Regions from separate parts of the Mus musculus genome. Here region 1 is linked to region 2. A link is a contact called in public HiChIP or PLAC-seq data. All regions are on one chromosome and are shown on one strand. Each heading gives the region's core, a stretch centred on a gene start, on an enhancer-like site or on the middle of the called end of the contact. The rest is flanking DNA. Distances are from core to core; before and after follow the strand shown. Region 1 has its middle 52 kb from the start of Adgrg6. Region 2 overlaps Adgrg6 (adhesion G protein-coupled receptor G6).

Region 1 (6,918 bases), core at 1,745-4,244, 140 kb before region 2:
TGAAAGACTTACATAAAGCTCACACAGGAACCTACATTAGTTCTAACTGGGGGTTTCTGAGGAACTATGTAATGTTTTTCATGACTGTACTGTGGAATTAACACCATCAGGATACAAAGTACCAGTCCTCCACATCCTCTTCAAAGCTGTACAGAGCATTATTAATAACACTCATTCTGATTGGCTTGTCTTATCACGATGCGTATTCCTCCAGTGATTACTGATGTTGATCATTTTTTTCATGTGCATCTCCCCTTTAAAATTTGAGCCCAGGGCCTGGCACATACTAAACATACCAGCAGCTTTAATGGACTTCAATAGGTTGTTTATTTCCTTAAGACTGAGCCACTGGGGCTATTTATATGTTTTTAGATAGCAGTTATAATCAGAAGTATCATCTGCAGGTGTTTTTCCATGCCATATCTTTTCTTTTTACTCCATTGATTGTTTCCTTGGCTATGTAGAAGACTTTAAATATAATACAGTCCTCATTTCTCTATTTTTAACTTCTATTATCCATGCTTTGGGGATCCTACATTAAACAGAGAGAGAGAGAGACACAGAGAGACAGAGAGACAGAGACAGAGACAGAGACAGAGACAGAGACAGAGACAGAGACAGAGACAGAGACAGAGAGGAAAAGAGCCAGGACAGGAAAGGAGTCAGTTCACACTGGGGACATGAAGGTTCCTTCACCTTTTCCTCTAGTACCTTTAGAGTTTGAAACCCTACGTTTACCTCTGTGATCAGTTTGAGTTGATTTTACCTTGTAAGATAAGGACCCAAATGAATACCTCTGTGTTCTACACAGAGTTTTCCCACTCCCTGTTTGTATCCCTCCTCCCCGTGAGTGTTTGACTATCAATGTGTCAGTTTGTTTCTAGGCTCTTTATTTTTTCCCACTGGTCCATGTGCCCATTGTTTATGCTCATAACATAGTGCATCTCCACTATAAACTTGTAGAATATTTTAAAGTAGGATACTATGATGCCTTCAGCCTTGTTCCTATTTCTCAAAACACCTTTGGTTACTTGGCAGGGTTTTGTTGTTGTTTGCTTGTTCTGGGACTTTTCTTTTGTTTTTGTTTTATTTATGAATTCATTTCCTACCTACCTGGGATCCCCTGGACTATCCATTGGTAATAATAGACTATAAAGTCTAACATAGAAGCAAACTGTGCCTGGAAATTTAACTTTTGGTTGAAATAATATATCAGCAAAGCTCTTCAAAATCCCAGTGAAGCAAGCAGCTTTGGCAGTTCCCTCTGCTGTGTGTTATAAACTGACAAGTACCAGAAGGACAGAATGAAGAGTTGCAGCTCTAGCACAGGCAGCAGGGTTTCAGTTCACAGAGACATCTAGAAAGGAAAAGTAAAGATGCTTATTTCACATTGCATGCTACTTCTGCTCTTTTACATTCACACAAGGAAGCAGCTTAAGGGTATTTGTAGCACCGTTTGCAGTGTTCAAAATAAGAGAAAACTCAGTACTGAAACAAATGTATGAGTTTTTATTTTTTCATTCAATATAATTCATGTGGCCATTACACCTATACCCACATAAGTAAATCTCATAATATAAAACTAAAGGAAAGTTCAGCTTGCAAAGTGCATTTAGCACACCACCCCTTACTTAGCACTTTTAAATTAAAAGTAAAAAAAAAAAAACCAATAAGACAAAAATGTATTCATATGAGCATGTATATGGAGACCCATAAGTGCCCTAACTGCCAGCAATCCAGCTGCTGGGCATGTAGCTAAAGAAAATAGAATCCTTACATCAAGGAGATATCTGCACTCTCATGGACATGGAAGCATTGCTCACAATCACCAAACTACAGAATCACTTAGATGCCAATGACAGGTGAATGGTCTGAATACAGAAACGTGTGTGTATGAGTGAGGACGAATACTTGTTTCCATGTATACACACACTCTACTGTTATGTAATGTAATACAATGGAATAGTGTTAACCAAAAAAGAAGAGAAATCTTGTTACTGGCATAATATGGAAAACCCCGGAGGACCCCGGAGGACACTATGGTAAGTAAAACAAGGCAATCATCAAAGACTGGACTGCACCATCACGACATAGAGCCTAAAAGGCTCAGGCTCCTTGAAAAACAGAGTAAGAAGGTGTGCCACCAGTCAGGAGCTAGGAGGAAATGAGATGCCCGTCAAAGAGCACAAAGGTTGGTCAAAGAGTTCTCCATCTCGAATGTGCAACAATAGCAATTACAATTAATGACAATATACTACTCATTGTAAGTTTGATTTGCTAAGTACATCTCTTTTTTTTCTCACCATACAAGGTAAATTCATGAGTTGATGGGTGTGTTAGCAACTTCACTAAAGAAGTTACTTGGCAATGAATACATATATCAAAGCATCCATCACATTATACACTAAATATATGTAATTTCTATTTGCCACTTCACACAGCTGGAAAACCTGTACGAAATATGCAAACATTCTACGTAGAGACTCTCATGTCATGGAATGACCAGAAAGAGGGAAATACTAATTTAGAAATCTGAAGCGAATATAAGCAAAATGTTAATGCTGAACGCCAGCCTGTACACTCATTCATTTCCTATCCTTTGATTCCTTACGAAACAAACTGAGGATGTATTTATTGTGAATGAAATAACATGCATGATGCATGCTGGATTCCCTGCCCCGGTTTAAAGTAAAGGAGAAAACGTAGGAGCACAGCAGAGCACGAACTGTCCTGATCGTTTTTCTCTGAGTAGTGCAATTAAAGTAGATATTATTTACTTTCAAATAACCATTGAATAATTATTGATCAAAAACAAAAATCCCCCTACCTTCACTCCAACTTCACCTTCTCCAGCAACTTTCATTTCTTATCTTATCTTTAAAAGCCAGTCCTTTTCTATCTTCCAAGGAAACAATGACAGTATGTGACATACTGGTTCTGGGATGACAGGAATGTTAGTTTTAGATCTGTGAACAGCAGAAAGTACAAGAGAGGATGGGGGAAGTGTTTCACAGAGTACATGGAAGGTCCAACGGGGAAGAAGCCCACAGGTTATTAGACAGGGCTGACCCCTGTGAAGGAGGCCTGTATGGACAGAGGCTCTTGGCAAGGCATGTAGTTCTCTGAGTCCTGAGTCGTTGAGACAAAGTTATCCTTCATGAAGCTAAGTCACTCTGACTGTGGACGCTTCATGGTGTTCAGGCATGGAAAGTGTGTCTTTGAGTGAACTATGGGGTAGATGCATGGGGCGGGGGAGGTGCACAAACTTCCCAGCAGCAAGATCTGTGAGGCCCATTTCCATGTCTGCCAATAGGGGAAGAATTTATAAATGTTCCTTTAGTGTTTCTATCTTTGTCTTGGTAACAAATGGAAATGTTCTAGAGCTCTTTGGAAACAAGACTCTGTTCATATTTACCCTGTGCCTCCCAGACCTTTCCTTGTCTTGGCACACATAAGAAATGGTAATATATCAACAGCATGCTGCAGTATTGAGGAGGGACTATTACAGGAAAAGACTGAGGGGCCAAGCTACGCAGAGCAGTTATGAATCTGGACTCAAGGCTCTTACCCCATTTCCTGTACTTGGTAAAGTCAGGATCTAATACATTTGTTACTTTTTTAGTACTTTATTGGTTTGTCTATGTAGTGATTTTCATATCTTTCTGAGCACTAGAATCACATGAAGAACTTCTAAATGATTGCTTTGGCTTCTGGTCAGACAATTCAAACGATCCACTGTGGACTTTTGATGTTGGTATTGAGTTTTATATTAGTCAGGGTTCTCTAGAGTAACAGTACTTGGTATCTCTCTTTATTAATACAGGATTTGATAGAATGGCTTACAGGCTCTGGTCCAGGTAATCCAACAATGGTTGCCTATGAATGAAAGATCTGAGAATACAAAAATTGTTCAGTCAGGTCCGTGTGTCTCAGCTGGTCTTCAGTATATATTTGAATCCTAAAGTGGTAGACTCTATATCAGTGAAGGTATGGGCTTGCTAGTGAGGGTGAGAGCAAGCAGACTAAGAGAGAAAGAGAAAGCTTCCTTCTTCCATGTCTTTTATATAGTCTGCCAGTAGAAGGTGCAGCCCAGAGGAAAAATGGACCTTCCTACATCAAAAGATCGGATTATAGGTTTATCTTCCCACCTCAAAGATCTGGATTAGAAGTGGGTCTTCCCCAAAGTGTGGATGCTTCAGTACTTCTTAGAAGGGGGAACAAAATATTCACAGGAGGAAATATGGAGACAAAGTGTGGAGCAGAGACTGAGGAAAAGGCCATCCAGAGACTGCCCCACCTGGGGATCCCTCCCATATACAGTCGCCAAACCAGAAGGCTATTTCAGATGCTGGGAAGTGCTTGCTGACATGAGCCTGATATGCCTGTGTCCTGAAAGGCTCTGTCAGAGACTGGCAAATACAGAGGTGGATGCTCACAGACAACCATTGGACCTAGCACAGTGTCCCCAATGGAGGAGTTGGAGAAGGGACCGAAGGAGCGGGGGTGGGGGGGTGGGTTTACACCTATAGGGGGAGCAACAGTGTCAAGTGACCAGACCCCCTGGAGCTCCCAGGGACTGGACCACCAACCTAACAGTACACATGGAGGGACCCATGGCTCTGGTCGCATATGTGGCAGAGGATGGCCTTGTTGGACATCAGTGGGAGGAATGGCCCTTGGGCCTGAGGGTGTTTGATGCCCCAGTGTAGGGGAATGCTAGAGCTGGAAATCGGAAGTGGGAGAACCACCCTCATAGAGGCAGGGGGAGGGGAGCCCTGGAAAAGGTATAACATTTGAAATGTAAATAAAGAAAATATCCAATAAGAGGAGGAAAAAAAGAAGTGGGTCTTCCCAATTCAAATGATTTAATTAAGAAAATCTCCGTCACAAATGTGCCAAGTCATTTGGGTTTTAGTTAATTCCAGGTATAGTCAAACTGACAACCAAGAGTAGCCAACACAAATTTTATGTACAAAGTGAATGGCTCATATCCTGGTGTCCACATAGATTAGATATGTCTTTGAAACTCATGACTTTCATTATAGTTAGAGGTACTCCTGCCAAGTGATCCTGATGGATATGAGGTAAGTCATAGCCTTAACTCTCCATTCCTCCTACTTTGCCTGTTTTTCTGGGAGGTAAGTGGTACAGACAGGCTTGGTTCCCCTGCAGCTGACTTTCACCTTGTATTTTAGGAATAAGCTTATGTGTAATGATAGACCAAGAGAAGTTACCACAGCACTGAGGACATGTTGTAGCATTGTGAGTTTATAGTACACCCTAGAAATTATTAAACAGTACACACTCCCTTTTTAAACCACCTGATTTTATGGCTTACCTTTTCTGTGAAGTAATTTCTAAATTCCTCCACTCACTCCTTTTGTGCCTGTATTAAATATTTTATTATTATATTTACCTTTTATTAATCAATTTTGTTCTTTGATAATTCCATACACACTTATATAATGGTTACTCTCACCCATACCTTCCACTCCAACTCCTCCCAGATCTTCCTACCTCCCTACCCACCCAACTTTGTTATCTCTCTCTCTCAAAAAAAAAGGTTAAAACAAACAAATTCCAAATAAAAGAAAAAAAATTTAGAAAAGTGCACAATAAAGCTTGCAGGATGTTTTGTGTTGGCCAACTACTCCTGACATGCGGAATTGCATTCCACTGACCTCTGGAACGTAAGTGATTTACCTGCTGACTCCACCGAAAAACGCTGATTTTTCCTTTCTCAGCGGGCATCAACTGCCAGTAACTTCTTGGTTAGGGATGGGTCTTAGTGTCTCCACTTTCCCTTCTCTGGCTGGGATTTTGTATGGTTTGAACCTGTATGATTAACCACATCTTTTGTTATCTCCCTCCAACCCCTATCAACTCTTCCTTATCCCTGTATATCTCTCTCCTACATTCACATCTTCCTTATGTTTTTAAATGTATAGTTTATTTGTCTCAAGCAATTTTTGGCTGTGTATTATACAATTGGTGTTGTTTTAGCATTTATTTCCAGTGAGGAATTGAGTTAGTCGCTCTCATTTGCTTTGTGATTCATCAACCCATTAAGGGTTCCTGATACAATATTCCTCATAGCCAAGACTGGGACACGTCAGGAAAAATTCTCCTTTTCTACAATGTGATATGGACATATTTTAGAGGCACTGTTTTACCTGACAGTGAGTCATGTATTTTATTATTTTCTTCATTTAACAGTTCTCAAAACATTCAGTCCCATAGCATCCTCTCTAATGGAATTACCATCAGTAGTGTTTTAACATGACTAGAACCTGTGAATATGTACATGTTATGAAGTGTCTCCATGCACTGCAGTTAGCTTTGTGTAGCAGAGGATGCCACATCCCTTTGACACAATTCTACTCCTTGAGGGTTCATTGCCACCTTTTGGATCACAAGTTCCAAGCTCACCTTGTACATTATTGCTCACCTCGGACCTTTCAATCACTCTAAGATGCATTCCTTTTCCTGAGTAGTAAGTACTATCTAAGGCTCAGAATCTGGACTGTGAGGTGCTGTTTTACTACTGATTATTTCTAGGCATTTTCAGTGAATAAAGATACAAAATATAAAGTAATCCCCACATGTCCAGTGCAAATTCAGAACTGTGTTTTTAACAAATACTCAACTACCTTACGGTTACAGGGGGTTTTGCTTTTCTCCAGCACCAAGAATTCTTTTCCAAGACATTGAGGAGACTAAAATGTAAACATCATAAAATTATTCTTCTAGTTTAGTCCACTTGTCTCACAGAACACAATTATGTGTAATTACTGTAAACAAACTAAGACATTTAGGCTCCTTTTGTCTCTCTGTGCCGACTACAACTATATTAACTACTGCATTTTAATTATTTCACTAAATTGACGTTATTGTTGTTCTACCTATTGGTACATTTTT
Region 2 (6,510 bases), core at 3,553-6,052:
AAACGTGAGCCCCCAAACTAGCAAAGAATCCTAAGAGTGGCTGGAGCAGCAGTAGGGAAGACACTGGAGAGGAGGTAAAGCCCACGGAGGCGGGAGGCGGAGATATACCTTCATGTGCTTGCCACCTGCATTTCTTACCCACGATGCTTCTCAATGGTGACTTTGTTTTCAACACTCAAAAATTAGATTCCACATAAAATGAATGATTTGATGTTCTTGGCAAATGCAAATGCTAGGCTAGTGTTTCTGCATGGATACCACAGCTAGAGCAAAGTGGTAGCTCTTTCCTTTGAAGAGGTTTTAGAGTTCACCTCAGCGTTCATCACATTTGTAACCCCAACCCCCCAGCCCTGTTGGCTTTTCCTCTTTAGGCTTTCTGTCTGACCCTGGTTAGCATTTAAACTGGAAGACCTCAACTGAGACCACTCTTTTTGCTTTAATTAGTGAGGAAAATAAAGCATATAATTGATCAGTTGTTGAAGTGGCTAGTTTGCTTAACACACTCTTCATCACTATATCCCTGGCAATGTCACCTTTGAAAGCACTTTTTAATTAGTTAATACTATTTAATTGACAAAACTGCATGTTGTGTAGGTATAAATTGTGAAGTGACTAATTCAAGCTAGTACATCCTACTTAGTCATATATTTATAGTGAGAAAAATCTAAATCTTTATCAATTCTCTTTTAGTGTTTTGCATTCAAGGAAAAGAACACGGGTACTGGTTACACTGTTAGTCCTTTCTGGGCAAATTCAAGCCCATACTACATCATTTTTAACTGCAACTGTTATGCAGTATAGTAGATTCTCTAATCTCATTACACCTAGAATTGTACCCTTTGGTTGATAATCTCTAGTCCCTTTGACCCACCTTCTGCCCTCAAGGCCATGTGAATCACAATTGTACTTTATTTCTATGATTTCAACTTCTTGGGATTCCACACATAAGTGAGACCATGCGTTCCTTCTATTTTCTTAAACACTGCCTCTGGGTTAAAACACCACCTCATCCTAAAGCCCGAAGATTATTGGAACTTATCAAATGAGTGCTCACATATCTTAGTCATCTACAAAGTAAGTCCACAAAATGATGTCATCATAAGACAGCACACTCTTACAGACTCAATGCAGTCGATTCTCATTAACTTTATAGCAGCTATCGCAACATCCCATGGTGACACTACCCCCAACCTCCAGCTGTGTGCATCCAGATGTCTTTTTTTTTTTTCTTTTACCCAGATGTCTTACTACTGTGCCTGTCAGGAGGATTGATGGCAGAAGGAAATGCCTGCTGCTTAATCATCAACCCCAGGCTGAAAAATCTAAGTCACTTATTAACGGACAGGAAATACCTGTATCAGATTGTATCTTGGCCTTGTTGGTTAAGCAAAACTTCAGTAATCAAGAAAAATAAAGGGTGTTCTGTTAACATTTTAACCTCCTTTTTTTCCCCCCAGAAAACATTGTGATTGCTGTTTAAGGGTCAACATAATTCCCTAAGCTTTCAGTGAGTACAGTAACCAATGGGAAAGTGCAGTCTCATTCCTTACATTCCAGAAGACTGGCAAAGTCTGCCAAGTATTGACTATTCTAGTATCCACTTGTGGTAGAAAAAGAATATGTTTTCCATCTGTGTGTTGCTGGATAAATTACAAAAAGAGAAAGTAAGGGGCTGAGACAGATCACATTGAGTATATAACTGCGCTGTCATCTGTCACACATTAAATATAAAACTAATGTCCTCAATAACTGTTTCAACAGTTTTATCATCATGCTATTTTTGCTTTCCTATACTTTTCTAAGTATTTTTGGACTGTCTCTGAATTTAATTTTTTAAAGCTGGTTTGTCTTTTTTTTTTAAATCAGTCAATCTTGTCTGTTCTTTTGTGATGCAAGCGTTGCATTATCAATAGTTCTTTTGAAACCTTAGACATCTTTATTTTTCCTAGAACAGTTTTCACATATACCCAGTTTTATGACCTTCAGGCACAGGCCATTTCCTTTTCTGACCCTTTAATTATAGGTACAAGTATCTGCGTGTTATGATTACGGGGTAGACACTGGAGACTGCCCTTTGCTTTTCACAGAGAACAGACAGTGCTCTCTCTGCTGGTTTTATTTATTCAACTGATTACTGCTCTTTCCTGAGGAGTGGTATAGTATAATTCAGTGAACAGTCTGAGTTCAAGCAAATTGCATGTATTTATCCAGCAGTTCGTAGGCACTTTCCTATCTTAGTCACTGTGGATGTAGAGATAAGAGATGGTTGTAAGTATTCTGTCAGTACTCTTTCCTAGAAATTTATGGATTTTTTCAATGGACTTTAGTTCTCATCTCTAAATTTCTGCTTCTGATCCCTAACTCCCCAATTCCCACCCTTTCATCATTAACTAAATAATACACTATAATCCTGACTTACAGAGCTCTAAAATTCGATTACTGGTCCTTAGTTTCATGTACAACTAATTACTGAGTTCACCATTGGTAGATTATTAGATCATTTTTAACTGAAATTATAATTGCTTTATCATGACAAGCACATTACTCTTTGAGGGGGCTCAAATTCATGAAGAACATAGGTGATCTTCAGAAATAATTGTATATACAAAATAATAATAAAACAGTTATAAAATAGGACTGGAGAAATGTCAAAGGACCTGAGTTGGAATCATAGAACCCACCTAAAAAGACTATAATTATTTACCTGTAATCCTAACAGTGGGCAGTCAGGGGAAGGGTCTCTGGGGTACACTAACTTCTAGGCTGTGTAGTAAAATCATTGAGTTCTATGTTGAATCGGAGAGTCTGCATCAAAAGATAACATGGAAGGCAATTGAGGTTCTCCACATACATGTACACATCCATTTACATGTAAATATACTCATACAAACCTACATATACACATCCATCATAATACAAAAAAGAAAAATGTAAAATAAAAAATCATAAAATAATTTAGTATATTGACTTATGAGAAATTATAAAATTCATCTTAGTAACATGAACAAAGAGAAACTTGGAAAACATTTCTTTCTGATTTTCTACCACTAACTGAACTATGATTAAAATTACTAAGAGGATATGTGCTAAACTGCTGGCTACACATCAGTCCATTTTAGCACACCCTGTATAATAATAGTGTGGCTGGGAGGAGAGTAGAAAGAGTAGAAGCCCAAAGACTTAGAGGGTTTTTTTTTTTTTTTGTAATGTTGGATTGTTTGTTTGATTGTTTGTTTTTTAACCAACTGCCTGTTTCCTCTTTTGAGACAGGATCCCTGACTGTTGCTGCTCTGAAATTCCCTGGGTACCAATGATAAGTTTGGTGTGATCCTCCTATCCCACCTCCCAAGTGCTAGGATGTGTGCAGCCATGCCTGTCCAAACTAGTGGGACTAGAACTCAAGGTTTCATGGGTTCTAGGCAGGGACTCTACCCACTGAGCTGTATCCCCAGTCCTAACTTCCCATTTCCAAGATTTCTTTACTTTAACGCATAACATGTGACTCTAAATTTTTCTGTTAGCTAACAAGCTTTAACTACTTTTGGGTAGACTCAAAGGCCAGAGCAAGAATACACACTGAGATACTGTACTGCTGATTAATGATAGGTCATTATCCCAAAGGAGAGTTTCTCTCTTTTTCAGTCTTCCAACTTGTAAATCTGTAAGTGTTGCCATCTCATCTAGGCTCCCACCAGTTACCTAAGAACAGCCAGGTGTGCCTGACTCACTATAAAAGGGGCTGCTTGCCCTCTCCTCAATCTTTTGCTCTCTTCTCTTGCTCTTGCTCCCTTACCCTCTTCCCTGTCTCTCCCCATTTCCCTCTCCCCCTCCCCCCATGGTGGCCTCTACTCCTCTAACCACCCCCTCTTGGCCTTTCTCTGTCTCTACTACCTCCTCAAATCCTGATCCCCTTCCCCTAAATAAACTCCATTCTATGCTGCTATACCATTATATGGCTGGTCCCTCAGGGGGAAGGGATGCCTCAGCATGGGCCCACAGAGGCACCCCCTTCCCCCAGACCATACCGAGTCTCCACCAAACATAGCCCTGGCTTCATTTTCTTTTTAGAAAACACAATAGTAAGCCTAGAAAACTGGGCAAAGAAAGTACAGCTGAGTATCAAATGAAAAGTTTGTGTATGTTGCAGGCATATTTCCTTATTTATCTGAGATGGTGTCTCGCTGTGTTCTCCAGACTAGCCTTGAACTCCTGGGCTCACATGCTCCATCTTCTTTAACCTCCCAGGCAGCTGAGATGACAACAGCACTTCAGCAAACCCCAGCAGTGTTCTATGTATCTGTTTATGTAGTCCCACATATTTATAACGAAAGAGTGTAATTTCCTTCTAATTAATTAGGTCATTTGCTTTTGTGCCATTTTCACTTAAAATAATTCAAATGTAATTTCTATTGCTCCAGGAGACCATAATACAATGGTATCTATTCAGTATTTATACAATGCTAGCAATTTGATAAACTTGGCCTTCCTCTAGAGAGAGCAACTAATTAAAATATTCAGAAGTGAATGTTTACAGTTTTAGCCGAAAGGAAGCCCCAGATTGAAATGTATACAATGAAGCTGATAAAATGGTCAAGATCTTGTTTTAAATCATGGCTCTTCTGACATTCTCCGTCCTGTCACCTCTGAGCTCTTGGACAGACATACTGCAGTGGACATGGAGTTAGCCTAAGAACTCTTTTCCCACAACCTTGTCCCTTATCTTTCTTTGTCTTGGAGAGATACCGTATCAGCTCTGAAGCCTCCAAGGAGCCCTGGACTGCCAGCATTGTGTGTAATCTGAGAACTACAGCAACCTCATGCAAGGCTCTCCACAGTGTTGTGTTACAAAGCCTAGAGTCACTGGAGTCTGATAGGCTCCTTAGTTTTCTAGAAGTCCTGTCTAAAACATGAATGAAGGCCTGTAGAATTGAAGTCCTGGAAAGAATGGCCATGTGCAACGGGCAGCAAGCTCCCAAGATAAGGTTCTCCCTCTCTGCAGCCTCCCTCCATTTTGCCACATCTCACGCCTTTCCCAGGGTACACTCTGGCTTAGGTTTTCAGTCTTCACAACCCCCCTTCCCTATCTCTGCTTCCTTGCACAAGCATGCTTCCTCCTGTGGCATTAACTCTCCAAATCTCTGCAGTCTGAGTTTCATTGTTCCCACGAGACTGACCCTGGTTCCAGTAGGGCGCAGTTAAAGGTCTTTTCAGTCTTTATCACTTCAGCCTCTCAGTTCCACTCATTGCTACCACACCCTCCATTCAATGTTCTTTACTAGAGTTCTGTGAAGCCACCTTGACAAGGGGCTGTCTTTATCTCCCCAGATCTCTGCCCTGGAAACTTAACTGCGGCCATAGCTGAAGTCTGATTCAATTCTCTTCTCAAACCCATACTCCGGAGAACACAACCCCTTCAGTATCTCTTGTTGACTGGTGCCCTTACAGAAACAGTTTCTCATGTGTGCATTAGAGATGTCCAACGGGCAAATGACTTCCCTTGCCAGACACAACAGAAGATAATTCCCCTCTCGCTATTTCCTTTCTCCACTTATGAGGTCATCACGCCCAGTTTCTCAAGTTGGAAACCTGCAAATTACTCTTCCCTTTCTCTTCCTCTTTCCAATTCGTCACCAAATCTTACACAGTCTGTCTTCACCATTTCTTGTGCCCATTCATTTCTGTCTCTCTTTTTGATACTCAGGATGTCAAGCCCGAATAATAATAATAAATTAATAATTAATAATAATAATTAATATTCTTTTGCCTTCTTGTACCCTGCCCCCACATCAAAAAATTGTTTTTCAAATGATAGTCTATAGTTTTACCAGGTGCCCCTCCATTTATTTCAATTGCTTTTTTTAAAAAAAGAGTTCACTTAGCTGTCATTCATAACGCATTCAGTAACTTGTGTAGCGAAGCTTGAGCGTGCATTCCTACCGTGTATGGGATTCCACACTAGGGGAAAGACTCAGTCCTGCTGTTGTCTACTAGACAGTCTTCCACAGGCTGCACTGATATACATCTGGCTATGCCCACACATTTCTGTAATTACTACAGCGGTGCCAAGTGTGTACATTCCGGGACCTCTTCAGTGCCTCCTAGGCACATGTTTCAGAAATCCTGTCCAGTTGCCTCGGCGCTCTCGCAACCTCAGTACCTGAGTGCTGATCTCCTGCTCACTCTTCTCATCCAACTTCCATCATGGCTTCCAGCGGGCCACCACCAGCACTGAAGCCCTTCCCTAGACATTAGGCATATGTTACAGAAAGGTCAGCTTACACTGGTGCCTCTCTGACAGTTGACATGGCAGCAGGAATTTTTCTGCCCGCCATTACTCAGAAACTGTAGATACAGTGTCTGTGTTTGTTGCAGGAACCTATGAAGTAGTTTCTTGCCAGTAAATGTCACATGACAGACCTGCCTGTAGGGTTGGCCTTTTCTGATGTGCCACAGTCCTTTCCATGAGCCTGAGACATCTGAGAAAGAGGAAACCATACCTTCCTAGATGCC

What was found. HiChIP or PLAC-seq counts read pairs in DNA pulled down with a chosen protein or histone mark.
Region 1: an H3K27ac HiChIP or PLAC-seq map of extraembryonic endoderm stem cells shows a contact between it and region 2. The contact joins two enhancer-like sites. A contact is called at or near these places in 1 of 15 datasets of contacts at CTCF or cohesin (embryonic stem cells), 4 of 484 Hi-C or Micro-C datasets (the AML12 cell line, cortical neurons, embryonic stem cells and 1 more) and 5 of 115 datasets of contacts at active chromatin or transcription factors (embryonic stem cells, extraembryonic endoderm stem cells and trophoblast stem cells).

Annotation. Positions count from the first base shown.
Region 1 is chr10:14,593,192-14,600,109 of GRCm38.p6, reverse strand. No RefSeq gene overlaps it. Among named protein-coding and RNA genes, the nearest start is that of Adgrg6, 52 kb to the right of the region's middle. Within about 2 kb of position 2,994, at least 3 of the 459 cell types and tissues checked have an H3K27ac peak or open chromatin away from gene starts, as enhancers often do. A contact at or near this core is called in extraembryonic endoderm stem cells, where this site is marked.
Region 2 is chr10:14,459,058-14,465,567 of GRCm38.p6, reverse strand. The region is part of intron 4 of Adgrg6 (adhesion G protein-coupled receptor G6); the gene reads left to right. Among named protein-coding and RNA genes, the nearest start is that of Adgrg6, 83 kb to the left of the region's middle. RefSeq lists an enhancer at 1,006-1,904. Within about 2 kb of position 4,802, at least 16 of the 459 cell types and tissues checked have an H3K27ac peak or open chromatin away from gene starts, as enhancers often do. A contact at or near this core is called in extraembryonic endoderm stem cells, where this site is marked.